2 separate regions of the Mus musculus genome follow, and region 1 is linked to region 2. The links are chromatin contacts, called in public Hi-C maps. All regions are on one chromosome and are shown on one strand. The core of a region is the stretch at or near the end of the contact, and the rest is flanking DNA. Distances in the headings are between cores, read along the strand shown. Region 1 overlaps Ralgps1 (Ral GEF with PH domain and SH3 binding motif 1). Region 2 overlaps Ralgps1 (Ral GEF with PH domain and SH3 binding motif 1).

Region 1 (7,449 bases), core at 49-2,548, 110 kb before region 2:
CTTTTGCTGAGCATTTATTCTTTTTGTTTGTTTGTTTTTGCTTTTTTGTTGTTGGTTTTTGAGAGAGGGTTTCTCAGGCGGTTCTAGAACTCACCCTGTAGACCAGGCTGGCCTTGAACTCAGAGAGATCCAGCTCTGCCTCTCAGATGCTTGTATAGAGGGGAGAATTGATGAATTTATGTTATTGTCTCAAAGGGAGTTAAAGCTTAAAAGGAAGATTTAAACGTATTTTTATTTTATGTGTACTGGTGTTTTGCCTGCATGAATGTGTGTACTGAGTGCATGCACTACTTGTGGAGGCCAGAAGAGGGCGACAGATCCTTCGGGACTGGAGTTGCAGATGGTTGGGGGCCACCACATGGGTGCTGGCAGGTGTGTGTGTGTGTGTGTGTGTGTGTGTGTGTGTGTGTGTGTGTGTGTGATGGGTCCACTGCAAGAGCAGTGAGTACTTTTAACCAAGGGGCCATCTTCAGCCCCTAGAACTCTTTAACAAAAACATTAAGTTTATTGATTCTGTGTGTGTTTGAGTGTGTATGTGTGTGGAGGTCAGAAGACAGTTTACAGAGGTCTTTACCATGTGGGTCCCAGGGACCAAACTCAGGTTGTCAGGCTTTGGTGGCGTGAGCCTTTGCCCCTGAGCCAAGCCCTTAAAACCTTTTAATGAGAGTTTATTGTTTTCTTCAGGTGACTTCTGCACATTTCTTTAAACTCCTTGCCCAGGTCTGCTCTGGTTTGAGCTGTTGTGTTTATTGCTGGATGCCGTTAGTGGAAAGGAACCGACTTTGAGGCTGGATGCCTGGCACCCAGAGTTCCTTCCCTCAAGCTAGTCCTGTTTGCTCATTCATGTCTTCCTTCCCCGGGTTTCAGGGCTGAAACCATTTCATTCATATTTTAAGTTTGTTTGTTTCTCCAGCAAAGTTTGGAGAGGAGAAAGCAAATATGGGGGTGCACTTCATGCAGTGGAGAGCAAACTCAGTTTATGGAGTGCTGTGAAAATGTCCCCTGTCCTCACACACTTGTGGACATTCACACCCCTCTCATCCCAACAGGGCCCTATAGCGTGTGGGATGGGGCTGCAAGAGCTTGGCGAGCTGGTTGAGCCCCTGCTTTAGCCTCTGTTCACAGGTGACAGACCCTGTGTGCCTCTGTCTGCCAGCTGCCCACTCGCCTCATCCTCTTGGCACAGTTCCTCTCCTCTTGGGGGCTGCCCAGCTACTTGTTACGAAGTTGGGGCCAAGGACAGTGCTTGTGGTGTTTGTTAATGAACGTGTGATTGCAGATCCACCACCTACCCCTACCCTCCTGGTTTCAAGAAGAGGAACTTGGTCTCAGGACTTGGAGGAGTGACTGAAGAGAACAAGAGCCTCATTGTGAACCAGGCCAGCACCAGGCATCCCAGCTCAGGGCTCTCTGGCTTTGTGTGTAGGATCGTGTACCCCTTTACTGTACACCTTGTCGTTTCTGAATCTTCATTGGCAAGGGTCACCGTGTGGAAGCAGGGACACAGTGGGGGACTGTTCAGGGGTCTTGGGTGGCTTGGGTTTTGGGAGGAGACTTGGCTACAGAGAAGCACAGAAGCATCTCTGCACCTGCCGGGCAGAGACTGTGACCCCTCTCCTTGAAGTAACATTGCTTGCTTAGTCCCAAGGCAGATGTTCTTTGAATCATTAAAATCAAGCATGTGATTGAGTGGAGAGGGGCCCAGAATACTAGACTCCTGATCTAGACACCCCACATCCTTAACAACGCAGAAGGGAATCTTCTTCCCAGACTTCTGAGCCATCTTCACAAAGATGGGTGTCTCACATCTCCTCACTTGCCTTTCCCAGAGCGCTCTCTAAAGCCCATTGGCCACAGCAGGTCTGACTCACTGTGGCCCTGCTGCAGGAGGGCCCATGCTTGTGACTTCTAAAATAGAGAGTACTGGAGGAGGGGCAGAAGCAGAGCAGGCTCAGGCTCCTCCCCATTGGTCTTCCACACAGCTTCTGTGCATGAGCCAGCAAAGAGTGGTGCTCCCAGTGCAGTGACCGTGACAGCACATCCCAGTTCACCCCTGGATGCGGCTCTTTCTCCCAACCTGTTTGGGATCCATTTTCATTCGTGCTTGCAACATTTGGAAGAAATCACACTCCTGTAATTGGGCAGGCTTGGTTGTATGCATTTTCTTTGAGACAGCCTCTACTGTCTTAGGAAAAAGTGATCATTCTGCTTTGCCCTTAGGGCCTGCTCATTGGCCTGCTCATCTCAGGCCGTCCTGTGCTTTCCTGAGCTGACAGTCTTGAGGAGCGCTTTGCCTGGGAAGAACCCAGGGCTGCATCTGGGCTTTTCCTTTCCCTCTCTGGGACTCCCCCCACCCCCAAAGAGCAGAGAAAGACGCGGGGTTGTTCTGTGGTTCTGATAACAGCTGCCACGCTCTTAAGGAATTACATCATGAGAACTGCTTTTACTCTTGCATTGTTTGGGTTTCCAGGAGGGTTGGCAGCAAGAGTGTGTTTGCCTGTGTATGCAGGAGACAGGGTGGGGAGGGCTGAGAGGTAGAGAGGTCGAGGGAGGGTGGGAAGAATGGGTTTTTGTGTGTACAGGCTGCTGTGCCCAGCCTAAGCAGCTGATACCACCTTCCCTATGGATACAGAGTTCAGATGTGAAAAGATGTGTCTGCACATAATAGTTGAATCCATCTCCCTCAGTCACTGTATTTACATCTGCAGAGTGGCGTCTTAGTATTGCTGTTGATGTGAAGAAGCATCAAGCCCATGGCAACTCTTAGAAGGAAAACATTTATTTGGGGCTGGCTTATAGTCCAGAGGTTTGGTCCATTATTGTCACGATGGGAAGCATGGTATCTGAAACCTCAAAGTCCACTGCCAGGGACACACCTCCTCCTAATAGTGCCACTCCCTATGAGCTAGGGGCCATCTTCATTCAGACTACCACAGAGGAGGTTTACAGAATGCATGCAAGTCCTGTCTCCAGAGTCCGGGACAAAGCCTCTGTGGCAGAGGCACTGAGGGCCAAGCTGTATTTGCTGTCCTTGGGTCTAGGGCTGGAATCCTGCACAGAGCAAGGGTTGGTGAACCCTTCACTTGTGATCGGACGAGGGGAGAGCAGAGGCAGGCACTGATGCTGTGGCCACACAGGCTCCTGTCCTGCTCGCTGGGCTTCCTCAGCACCTGTAAGATGGGAGGACACAGCTGAGGCAGTGAGAAGGAGCCTCTGCTGACTGTGCTCTGGGACCCAGTGCCCCATGCTGTGCTCGCACGCTTGAGGCCACCTCCCATCTCCTGACCCGGAAGACCCCTCCTCAGCTTCATACCAGCACTGTGGCTCTTCTTAGTGGCCCCATGTTGGCCCTTTTAATGCCCTACCTAGTTACACACTTCATCATGTGCAGGAAAACTGGACTGCCCCAGTCCTTCAGAATCCACGCATACATGCTGAGGACAAGGCTCAGAGATTGGTAGGACTTTCTGCTCTTCTCCTGGACCTGAGTTTAGTTCCCAGCCCTACAACTGCCTGTAACTCTAGCTCTAAGGGACTCAGTGCTATCTTCTAGCCTCTGAGAGTATATCAGCATATACACAGGATGCACATGCGTGTGCACACACACACACACACACACACACACACACACACACAAAATAAAATAGAAATGGAATTTGCTACCACTTGTTCACAACCTTGAATTAGAGGATTCCCAGTACCTCCAAGGAAAACCCCTAACCCCGCAAGCCCACCCGCACCCCTCCCCCACTGCTGCCTCTACTGCTCCATGCACTCCTCCCTGTAGCCTACGATGTCCTTCTGCTGTGTCCCAGCCTATCTGTCCACTGCTTCCCACCCAGTCCCAACCCAGGTACTCAGCAGCCTCAGGCCCTGTCCTGGATGGGAGAGTGTTGCTCCAACCGTTTTCTGCACATGGATAGATGAGAGCTGCTGTCCATCAGTGAGGCTATTTCTGTCATGTTGAGACATGCAGGAGGCAGACACAAACAAGCCTTTTGCCTTTCTAACGTCTGCCTTCCATGGAAAATATGATGGGCTACACAGGTAGACTGGGGCCAGGGGAAGGGGAAGACAGATGGGAGAATCCCATGCTTGGTTCCCTGGAGCCCGCTATGGGGAGCAACCTTCCCAGGAATGGAAGCCCACATTCTCACAAAGCACAGAGCACTGGCTAGTTGGTTGGTTTGTTTGTTTAATGTTTAAATTAATTGTTTGCCAGAGAGTGGTGGTGCACGCCTTTAATTCCAGTACTTGGTAGACAGGCAGACGAACCTCTAAGTTCAAGGGCAGCCAGGTCTACACAGAAAAACCCTGTCTTAAAAAACAAAACAGACAAACAAAAAAATAAAGCTAATTGTTTACATTGGAAAAGAGAATGGGAACTTGTGACTAGAAGCTTGTGAGGGAAGGACACAATGCTACAGTGAGTAATAACCCTGGCAGTGACATTACAGTAAGTAATAACAGCTGCCCTGCCCTGCATAAGTGCTTCACATGCCCTTCCCGTGCTGTGGTGGAAGCCTGTATCAGGCTCTGGCAGACTGTCCAGGATTTGACTCATGAGCCCTCAGTTTCCCAGAAATTCGAGTAGTTTCTACTGTCTGATGTGAGTGGTCTATACCTCCTGGGGCTCTTGTGGCAAAGATGTGCGTGATGCTTAGCCAGTGCTTCCCCCAGAATGGGTGCTGGTACTGGTGTGTAGAGAGCCCATCTGCAAAGGGGGCTGGAGAAGAAGGTGGGCCTGGCAGCATAATCCCCCACTTTAACATTGTGTATGTGTGTGTGTATGCACATGTGCTGTGGCATGCGTGTGGAGGTCAGAGGACAACTTGAAAAGAATCACTTGTCTGATTTTACAAAGTGGGTCCCAGGACTGAACTCTGGCCTGGAATAATTAGCACATGCCTCAGCCTGCTAAGCCATCTCCCTGGCCACGGCAGCATCCTTTGGAAGACTCAGGGAGCCACCAGGACAACCTGAGAGAGCTTCTGGTTTGGTCTGTACTCAGGATGGAGTCCGGGCCTGGTTGCCCCGAGGAGACACACAGTGCTTGGCACATGCAGATAGGAGCAACCTGTACCTCAGCCTTAAACTTGGAGCAGATTGGCTGGGCTGGTTTGAGGCAACCTAAGAGGCGTGGCCTTCAATTACTATGGCTGCCATCTTGAGCTGGTTTTCTTTTCATCTATTTTGGGGCCCCTATTCTGGAGCTCCTGTGCCCTTCGTGGGGTTCTGTCGAGGGGCCCTGTCTATTCTCTACCTGGGAGGGTTTTTTCTTGGTTCTGGGTCCCATCTCTTTCATAGTAACTAACATTCCCTTCTCAGTTTGTCATGTCACTCTGTCACTTCAAAGGGAATGGCCAGCAGGCCAGGTGAGGTCCTATCATGAAGCCCAGGGTGCCTCATACATTGCATTGCAGCTTAACAGTCCCAGGTCCCAGGTCCCACAGTTTTGGGTTGTACTTGTCATCATCCAGATTTAGAACACTCTCATCACCTCCAAAGCACTCCGTCTGTGTGCAGTCTCTTACTATGGGCACTTCCCCTATAAATTTGCCATTTCTGGGAATTTCCTAAAATGGAATCACCCTGTACTGTGCATCCCTTTGAATCTGACTTTTTTTTTTTTAAACTAATGTAATATTTCTGAGGTTTGATCATGCTGTGGCTTGTGGTAGCATCTCGTTTCCTTTCGTAGCTGAGTAGTAGCATGCTGTGTGGCTAGCTCACACTGGGTGATAGACATCTGACTTGGTTCCAGGCTTGCTGTGAGGAGTAATGAGTGCTGTGATAGGCATCCTCTCTGTAGCTGTGCGATGTGGTCATCCTTTGTAGTAGACGCCTGGGAATTGGATCACTGGGCTGTTTTAACCAAAAAAGAAGCTACCAAATTGTGTTCTGAAGAGCTTGTACCAGTTGTCTTCTCACCAGCAATGCCCAAAGACTTCACCCACTCCCACCTCACTGCCAAAATACACTAGGTATACTCTAGTTTGGTTTGGGTTTTGTTGTCCTAATTCTGGCCATCACACTGTTTGGTCTTACTTATCTTTGTGGTTTGGTTTGTGTTTCCCTGGGAGCTTTTTCCTTATTCGGTGTGTGTGTGTGTGTGTGTGTGTGTGTGTGTGTGTGTGTGTGTGTGAGAGAGAGAGAGAGAGAGAGAGAGAGAGAGAGAGAGAGAAAACATCTGTGCATGCATGCACGCATGCATGTGCACACGTGGAGCCCATGGAGACCCATGGAATTGGATCCCTGAAGCTAGAATTACAGGCAGTTGTGACCAGTCTGAATGGGTGCTTGAAAATAGACTTGGGTCCTTTGGAAGAGCAGTGCATGGTAGCATCTTCGTAGCCCCCTCATGGTGGACTTTTCTCATCTGCCACAGAGTCACCATGCCCTGAATCAAGTTTATCACTTTCCCCGCCAGACCTCCTCCACCTCTCTGTCCCTTCCCTGACGACGGCCACATCACCCCTCAGTACCTTGCTGTAAACAGCTGGTCTAGTCTGGCTGTTCTCACTTGTGCTGTCTTCCATCCATCTTCCTCCTTGCCACCCTAGCTCAAGGCACCTACCCTCTGGTAAGCGCAGTCAGCTTCCATCTTGTCAGTGTTCTGGGCGGTTGATAGATGCTCTCTGGAGCATGTGCGCATGAGCAGTCCAGGCAGAGTAACCAGACCTGATCTTCAGATGGCTGGTGGGTCCTGCTGCTGCTGGATAGAATACGCAAATGCATCAGAGCATGACCTCCGTGAACCTCAGTTTTCCTCCATAGAAAATGGGCAGGATTAAAAGGCTTCCCTTGGGATACTGGAAGGGAGAAGATGAGTTGGAAGAATTCAGCACAAGGTCCTTCGTGAATACTTTGTGGGATCAGTTGTGATGGCACAGCGTGGTGTCTGGTTTCTTCACCAACCTTCATCTCATTTGGATTTATAAATTCTGGGGCTTGTGAGGGCCAGGCACATTCTGGGATGGATGCACAGGTGGGACCCAGTGATCTGCCAGGGGCAGGATGGTTGGGCATAGTTGTGAGTGAGTGCTACCAGAAGGGCTATGGAAGCAGAATCCATACAGCTGTGGGACAGCAGTATTTGTCTACAAAGCTGCCTTCTGTATGAGCTCAGTAATGGCACAGGTACACCATTTTCCATGGAGGGAAACAGGCACCGACTCTAGGGCCTGAGCTTGAAGGCTGCCAGTTTACACCTTTCTGTTGGAAGATGGCGTGGTCCTGTGGGCTCAGAGCAGGTTTTTATGAATACCTTTGCCTTACAGGACCTCTCAGACAGGTTATGTCACCAGCAGAGGTGGCGCCGAAGTTCCCTGCGGCCTGGAGACTATGTACAAGAGGAATGGTCTGATGGCTAGCGTGTTGGTCACCTCTGCCACTCCACAGGTATGAGGGCTATGGGAGGGTAGCCATGACATGGGACCCTGGCCATGA
Region 2 (7,034 bases), core at 3,493-5,992:
ACTGAGGGCCTTGGGCAGAGAGCGAGCTTGGAGGGATTCATTATGATGTTTGAAACCTAAAACAAAATCTCACTGGCTCTCAGATGGGAAAAGAAAACTACGAAATAAAAATTCATTAGCCTGTGATTAAATGTCCACAAAGTGTATCAACCATCCATCGGGTTCACTGATTGGTAACTTTCACCTCCATAAAAGATGTTATTACTTTGAAACAATTTGTAGGTTAGATTTTTCTCACTTCCCAAGAATTCCTGAGCATGCCTGATGTTGCTGAGAAATCAGAGCCAACCATAAATTAATTGGGTTACTGCTGGCCAAATAATTTCAAAAGCAGAATTATTCAACTCCTTTCAAAATTGTTACAGTAAAACTTATATTGGCTGTGTGAGGCGAGGGGGCTTGAGTGCATCTGATACAGCTCCAGCTCTCCCAAGAGCTCTTAGGGCCCATGAAGGGCTTGCCGGGCCCCAGCCTGCCTGCCTGACCTCAAAATAAATACTACTGCTCTACTAAAGTGCTCAGTGTTAGTTGTTGCAGGCCGGGAAGCATGCGCCCACTCAGGTTTCCAGCAGGCAGCTAGGCAGGAGAAATGGGAGTTTTAAATGGCTTAGGAAAGGGGTGGGGCTGGGGGTGGAGCTCTGAGGCAGAGCTCTTGCTTGTCATTCTCTGGGCCCTGGGTTCAACCACCAACACCATAGGGGAAAAAAGAGAGAGAAAGAGAACAATGTTTAGGCTAGCAGGGTCCTGGAAACCTTACTGTGTAGAGCTGAGCAGCCCTCTGTGCTCCAGGGCTGGAGTCGAGCCTCCTTCCCTGGTGTTGCTGTTGGTAGCCTCCAGGGCTGCCTGGGTGAGGTAGGCACAGATCGGATGAAGGCTAAGTGCAGACACCACAGAAGAACTGATCAGACCCAGGACTCTCAGTCCACAAATGCTTAGCAAGTGGCTGGTGCTCCTGTGGTCAGCCAGTCTATGGACACTTTGAGAGGAAGGGAGCAGCTTCATTGCTCTTCTTAAGGAACCTCTGTTGGCTTTCCCTGTTACCTTTTTATCTCTCACATGCTCACAAGGCTCTCTTTAGCCTCTGGTCTGCCATTTTACTCTGGAGCTGGACCGCAAGCCACTTGGCATGTAATTTGTGGCATTTTGGCCTTTTTCTCTGTCTGCAACAGGACATTTGCCTAGCACTGAGCCTGGTCTTTATGGTTTCCTGACAGTTGCTGACCATGGCTGAGAGCAGATTTGCAGGGCTTCAGCCCTGCAGGGCCTTGTCACCTCTAGAAAGCCTTTCCCATCTCCAGGACGTCTTCATCCTGCCTAGGCTTCTCAAAAGCCTTTGTATATATTCCTGTTGGAGTATAGCATGAGCGTCTGCTCCACATCTCAGAGAGCCTGTCACCAGGTAACCAGACATCTGCCTCCTAGGCCATTTCACCTTTTCCTCAGAGCCCCAGATTCAAAGGCAGCTTGGGCTCAGAGATCTGGCACTGGTGCTGACAGCTGACTCTGGCACCAGACTCCTCCCTTCATTGTCTTGTTACCACGCATCAGGGTTGTGTGAGGTCTGTCCCCAGCAGATGGCAGTGGGCTCTTGTGGGAGCAGGCACCTCTCAGGGCAGTGAGTCTGTGGTAAGCAGACAGGTAAAAGTCCTTCCCCAGTCCACCTGCCACCTGTGCATCTTCACATGAGCGTAGTAAGTTATAGCTCTCTCAGCTCGAGAACCTGAAAAGCAGAGGCCTCCATGGCAGATGGTCATCTGTATCCAAAGCAAACCTTAAAACAAAATCATTTCTGTGGGAATGTCTGTAGCAGACCGTGTGCAGTGGAGGCCCTGAGTGTCAGAGTAGTACCACGTGCTGGCCGTTGGTGGTCTTTTAGAAACTACCCCTAAGAAAATCACATAGGCCACTCAATCTCAACATAAAAGGAAAAGAAATTAATTACTGTCTTTGTCATTTAAAATAGTATTTGATTTTTCCTATCAATTTATTCTGTGTATACAAAATCTTAAAATATTGTATCTAAAGAGGTCAGGATGACTTAAGAAGAGAGCACGGGTGACACATGTGCTTGGGGTCAGCACTCCATCTCCTCTGAGATTCAGGTTTTGCCAAGGCACTCTGGACCCAGTCACCCCTGGGACACTGAAGTTGATGGGCAGTCAGGAAGGAACCCTCTCTGTGACCCATGAGCAGGTCTCTCAGCCCTCCTTAACAAGTGTCTGCCATTTCCTTCATCATATGCCTTGGCCGGCAAGCTTAGTGAGCGTGATGGTTTAGATACCAGCGGGACAGTACTAGCTAGCTAGTTCTGCTTTCTCTTTTCAAAAAGGAATTTGGCAGCCTGCTGTGACTGTACTGTAGAGGCAACCAAGTAAATTCACCACAGTGATTGATCCATCTGTGTAGCTACAAGTTGGCCACCGAAGCCCAGTCTCCAGGATTTTCTCGAATACTTCTGGCTTGCCAAATGCCAAACTATTGGGATTCCCATGCCCTGAGATGCCAGATGTCTAACTTCTAACAGCCACAAAGTTGATAGTTTATCTCCTGCAAATAGCCAGGGCCTTTAGCCACTGTCATCCTTGGAACGAGGCCTGAGGGGTGGAGGGATAGCTATGAGCCACACTCAAAGGCCCTTTGTGATCAATTCCACAGACCTCTGGGGGTGGGGTTGCAAGGAAGATGGCCCCGGAACCGCCTGCCTCTAGTGGCTTTTGTTTAGGAAGAAACTAACAAGGAATGTTCTTTGAAATGTCGGCCGTAATGGGTTTTGGAAATCTTAACTCATTTAAGAAAACATTTTAGGAAAAAGCAAGTATAGTACAGGGGAAAACACACACAGTCCAGAGGTGGAGACCAGGTGGCCTTCCCCTCAGTCTCCATGGCCCCAAAGGCTAAGTCAAAGTCAGAGCTAGCCAGTACCCCTCACCTGCAGCATCACTCCCCGCTCTGCCACCTTGGGACCAGTACCTTTTCTCTATAGTGATGTAAACCGAGTCGGTTTTAAGACATGCTGCTGTGCTGGGCAGCCATTGTCTGCTGTTCGTAGTTCCTGTCTCAGGGCAAGTGAGATCAAAGCACGGGGACATCTACCTAGGAAGTCCTAGTGGTCAGCTTCTCCAAGCCACGACTCTAGAGGCCTAGGATGAGAGGGTGGTTTGCACATGTGCACTGTGTTGTCCCTGAAGCAGTATGGCCCTGAGAAGGCATCATAGCACGGAGAGTAAACATGTAAGGAGAACATGACCTATGGCCCAGCTGTCTATGAAAGGCTAACATATAACCCCAGGGGTTTGTCCAAACCTACAGGAGCTAATGGCTGGGTCTGCCTGAAGCTTCCAAAGACCTGTGGCCTGGTCATCAAGTATAAATCCTGGGTTTTGAGGACTAAGGAAGAGTGGCTTGTCGTGCCTGGCATGGCAGTAGCTGCTGTGTCTGTGTGGCACTGTAAGGTCCCCACAAACCCCCACATATACACACATGAAACTGACAGAAGCCAGGCTGGTAGTGGCCAGTGCTAAGTCACATATTTCCCACACAGTGCTCAAGGTGTTCCCTGGCCTGGGGACTGTATGATTGTGCCTGAGTAACTTTAAACCCTGAGGATCCTGGGAAATACAAGTGCAGTGACCCGAGTCTGCTCTGCACCAAGAGGCCATGTGACAGGGAGGCCACTCCAGGGACCAAGGTATTTTAGTAGTTCTGTTTCATGACATTGGGGCTCCTCATTTGTCCCTGGAGAAACTCACTAATCAGAAGAGGCAATACATAGATGTATCTGAGTCTTTTGGAGTTTTTATTGTTGTAGGTGGGTTTTTTTGTTTTCTGTTTTAACTTTTTTGAGGGAGGGTTTCTCTGTGTAGCCCTGGCTGTTCTGGAACTCGCTCTATACATCAGGCTGGCCTTACAGAATCCGCCAGCCTCTGCCTCCCAAGTGCTGGGATTAAAGGCATGCACCATCCCCCCATTGGCTGCCTATTGGTTTTTAAAGACATCTGTCTAGGAAAGCCATGCTGTACTCCTGGTAGCTGGCAGCACTATGCTTCTTAGCCATCTCCACAGTGGGCCTTGTGACAGACTGGCGTGTGACGGTAGCTGCCTGGGGTGAGGTCAGAGTTCATCTGCCCTTTCCTGTGCTCCTTAGAGAATGCCCGCTGAAGCTGTCCTCTAACAGCTGCAGGACCGCATCCCTGTTAGGACCTCTAACAGCAGAGGGCCATGGGTGGGCTATTGGCTCAGGCAGCACTGTAGGCACCATCCAAACCAAATATTCCCTGTGTGACCAGCCCCGAGTGAAGTGGAACTTATGTGTGATGCCAGGGAGACGAGGCTAGGACCTACCTGGATCCTTCATCTTAGCTGTTAGCAGGTACCTCCTGGCCACGGCCAGCATGTCACTGTCTGACTATGGCTGGGAGCAAGTCATGAGGCCAGCTTCAGATAAGGGGCTGTGGCTGTCTTGGCCTTCTGGAGAAGGGCATGCTGATTCCTGAGCAGCCACAACAATGGAACAAAGGACTGATGGCTCTGAACTTACTAGAGGGAAGCCAAAGGCTGTGGCGGCCTGAGTGCAAGGTGTTTGATTGTAAAGGAGTTTCTGGCTGAGTGGCGGCAGCAAGCCAAGGCTCTTGCAGGAGAACACAGAGGGGTTTTGTCTTTCAGGACCAGACCTGCCTGAGCTGGAAGAGGGCTGATAATCACTGTCTGCCCATTGGTTGGATCAAGGCAGACCATCTTCTTTTTCATCTCAGATCAGTCCAAACCCAGGAAAGGTAGGGCCTTTCCATTGCCACCCTCCTCCCTGCTCTGCCTGCCCTTGTGAGGTAGACATGCAGAGTAAGAGAGAGACATTAGAGTACACACAGGTCATCTCATGCTTGGTGAGTGAGCATGGATACTCACGGGGACTGCCTTAGGTATAGCAGACTACAGGTGCCACAGCCTGTCCTGGGTTATAAATAGCTGTACCGGGGCCATTTGAGAGGCTAGGAGAAGGGCTATGCCCTTGGGGCTTTCTACAGACCCACTTCCATCAGGTGTCCCTCCTCCCAGGTTCACCTGCTAAACTTAGAAAGCCTTCAAGATGCAGGACAGAAGTGTCATCTCTGAGCCATTCATGCTGTCCAGCAGGGCGTGGTCATGCTACCTTAGTGATGCCACAGTCCTTCATCTGCCTTCCTGGTGGACACAAGCACACTATATACACTGTTCTATATAGTGTCCAGACAATGCTCATTGTATTCTTGGTATTTTGATATGCTGGCTTCATAAATTCTCACAGTGTTCAAGAAATTTGGGTCCTTCCAGAGAAATCTTGTCAAACCTGCTCTGTGGAATTTGAGGAATAGACATGATTGGAGGCAGGACAGATTCCAGATACCTTCACACACCCGCCACCTCCCCTCACTGGGTTCCTGGGGACCAGGGACCAGAGTTTTCACCGAGTCAGAGGAGGGCACAGGCAGTATTGGCAACCCCTGGTGACATCATTGCACATTGTGTTTTCATGACATCGTCCCGAGAAGCTGTAACTCTGTTCCTGTCTCCTCACGTGAAGGAAGTTAAGGCTCAGAAGAGTTTAAAACAAAACAGAACAAACAAACAACTGTTGCACATTTGGTTTTGATCTCCGTGTGTAGAGAACCTCAAGGATGACCTTGAACTTCGGCTCCTCCTGCCTCTGCCTCCTGAGTTCTCAGATTACAGACACACGGCATCGCACCTCAGTGCAGACACTGCCAGCTGAGCTGCACTTCAGCTGACTTAAATAACTTTCTCCAGAGCAAATAGGGAGGAGGAGGGACGGGCACGGCAGATCCAGGTGTTTATCCCCATTTTGTTCCCGCTCAGGAAATGTCCTGAGATGGCTGAGTTAGAAACCAGAGATCCCAAGTTGAAAGGAGGCCTGGGTGACTGTGACACCAGCCTTCATGTGGTGCCCAAGGGCAGTGTCACTCTGGGTATTCTGTCGGAACACAGAACGCACTCCACCCTGCCTTTGACCTCTGCTGCAAACCAGGTGTGGGTGCAGATGGCACTCTTATTAGGCACTGGACACAGAGCTGAAGACAGACTCTTCATGCCAGTCTCCTTGTTTTAAGATGCAAAGACCGTGATCAAAGGAGGCTCAGTTTACTGTGGGCCAGTGCCACACACACATTCTGCATTATTTCATAATAGAACTGTCAGCTGGGAACAGACTGAAATAAAGCCTACCCATAGACTTAGATGAGGAGCCCAGGAACAGGGTGACTTGGCTCCTGTCCAGACCTCGCCAATAGAAGGAGGAGGATTTCGATCCAGGATGGTCAACTCTGCACACCTGCTCTCCACCCACACCTAGTCCAGGTCTTTCTTCTAAGGTGCTATGGCATATGCTGTGTCATGTGCCTGGCTCCTCCTGCCCCCACTGGCCTATCCATTCTTGATCTGCCCACTGGTCACCCTCATACACACAGGTTCAACTCAGTACTGGTTTATTTTTTAAAGTGTGAAATAGGTACAAAGGATCTTTTCAGTAAAAATCTCTCCCTGTCAACAAAGACATTGGTACCCCATGCATAGTTTTAGTTAACTTTTTCAGAGATTTAGCACAGGTGGAAAACAACACTGCCTAGATAAAGGAGAAGCCCAGCTCCTGGAACTGGGCCTCTGGAGAGGACTCTTCCGGCCTGCTCCCCTACCCTGACGATTTGCCAGAGCCTTCACACACCTGCCACCTCCCCACACTGGGTTCCTGGAGGCTAGGGACCAGAGTTTCCACTAAGTCAGAGGAGGGCACAGGCAGTATTGGCAACCCCTGGTGACATCATTGCACATTGTGTTTTCATGACATCGTCCCGAGAAGCTGTAACTCTGTTCCATGTGTCTGAAGCAGGGGCCCAGCTCTACCTGAGCATCTTCAGGCTGTGAACAGGTTAGTCATCCTGTCCCTAAGGAGCTGCAGGACTAGTCAAGTGACCCTCATGAAAATCCCAGTGTAGTATCTTGGTTACACTTCCCAGGGTGTGCTCCCAAGGACCCCATTCTTCTAT

Evidence for each region. Hi-C and Micro-C count contacts between places; a contact is called where the count stands out from the background.
Region 1: a Hi-C map of Sertoli cells shows a contact between it and region 2, with 2.2 times the contacts expected there. The contact joins two enhancer-like sites. A contact is called at or near these places in 4 of 39 promoter capture datasets (the 3T3-L1 cell line, the C10 cell line and the HPC-7 cell line), 3 of 15 datasets of contacts at CTCF or cohesin (large pre-B cells, pro-B cells and stem cell-derived epiblast-like cells), 61 of 484 Hi-C or Micro-C datasets (the 3T3-L1 cell line, 8-cell embryo, the AML12 cell line and 42 more), 13 of 115 datasets of contacts at active chromatin or transcription factors (the HPC-7 cell line, the NIH/3T3 cell line, Th17 cells and 7 more) and 1 of 9 other capture datasets (embryonic stem cells).

Annotation. Positions count from the first base shown.
Region 1 is chr2:33,340,665-33,348,113 of GRCm38.p6, reverse strand. It overlaps Ralgps1 (Ral GEF with PH domain and SH3 binding motif 1), which reads left to right. Exons shown (of 20, transcript NM_175211.5): 2 at 7,281-7,401. The coding sequence starts at 7,345. Among named protein-coding and RNA genes, the nearest start is that of Ralgps1, 27 kb to the left of the region's middle. Within about 2 kb of position 1,298, at least 79 of the 459 cell types and tissues checked have an H3K27ac peak or open chromatin away from gene starts, as enhancers often do. A contact at or near this core is called in Sertoli cells, where this site is marked.
Region 2 is chr2:33,229,554-33,236,587 of GRCm38.p6, reverse strand. All of the region lies in intron 8 of Ralgps1 (Ral GEF with PH domain and SH3 binding motif 1), which reads left to right. All of the region lies in intron 2 of Angptl2 (angiopoietin-like 2), which reads right to left. Among named protein-coding and RNA genes, the nearest start is that of Angptl2, 17 kb to the right of the region's middle. Within about 2 kb of position 4,742, at least 14 of the 459 cell types and tissues checked have an H3K27ac peak or open chromatin away from gene starts, as enhancers often do. A contact at or near this core is called in Sertoli cells, where this site is marked.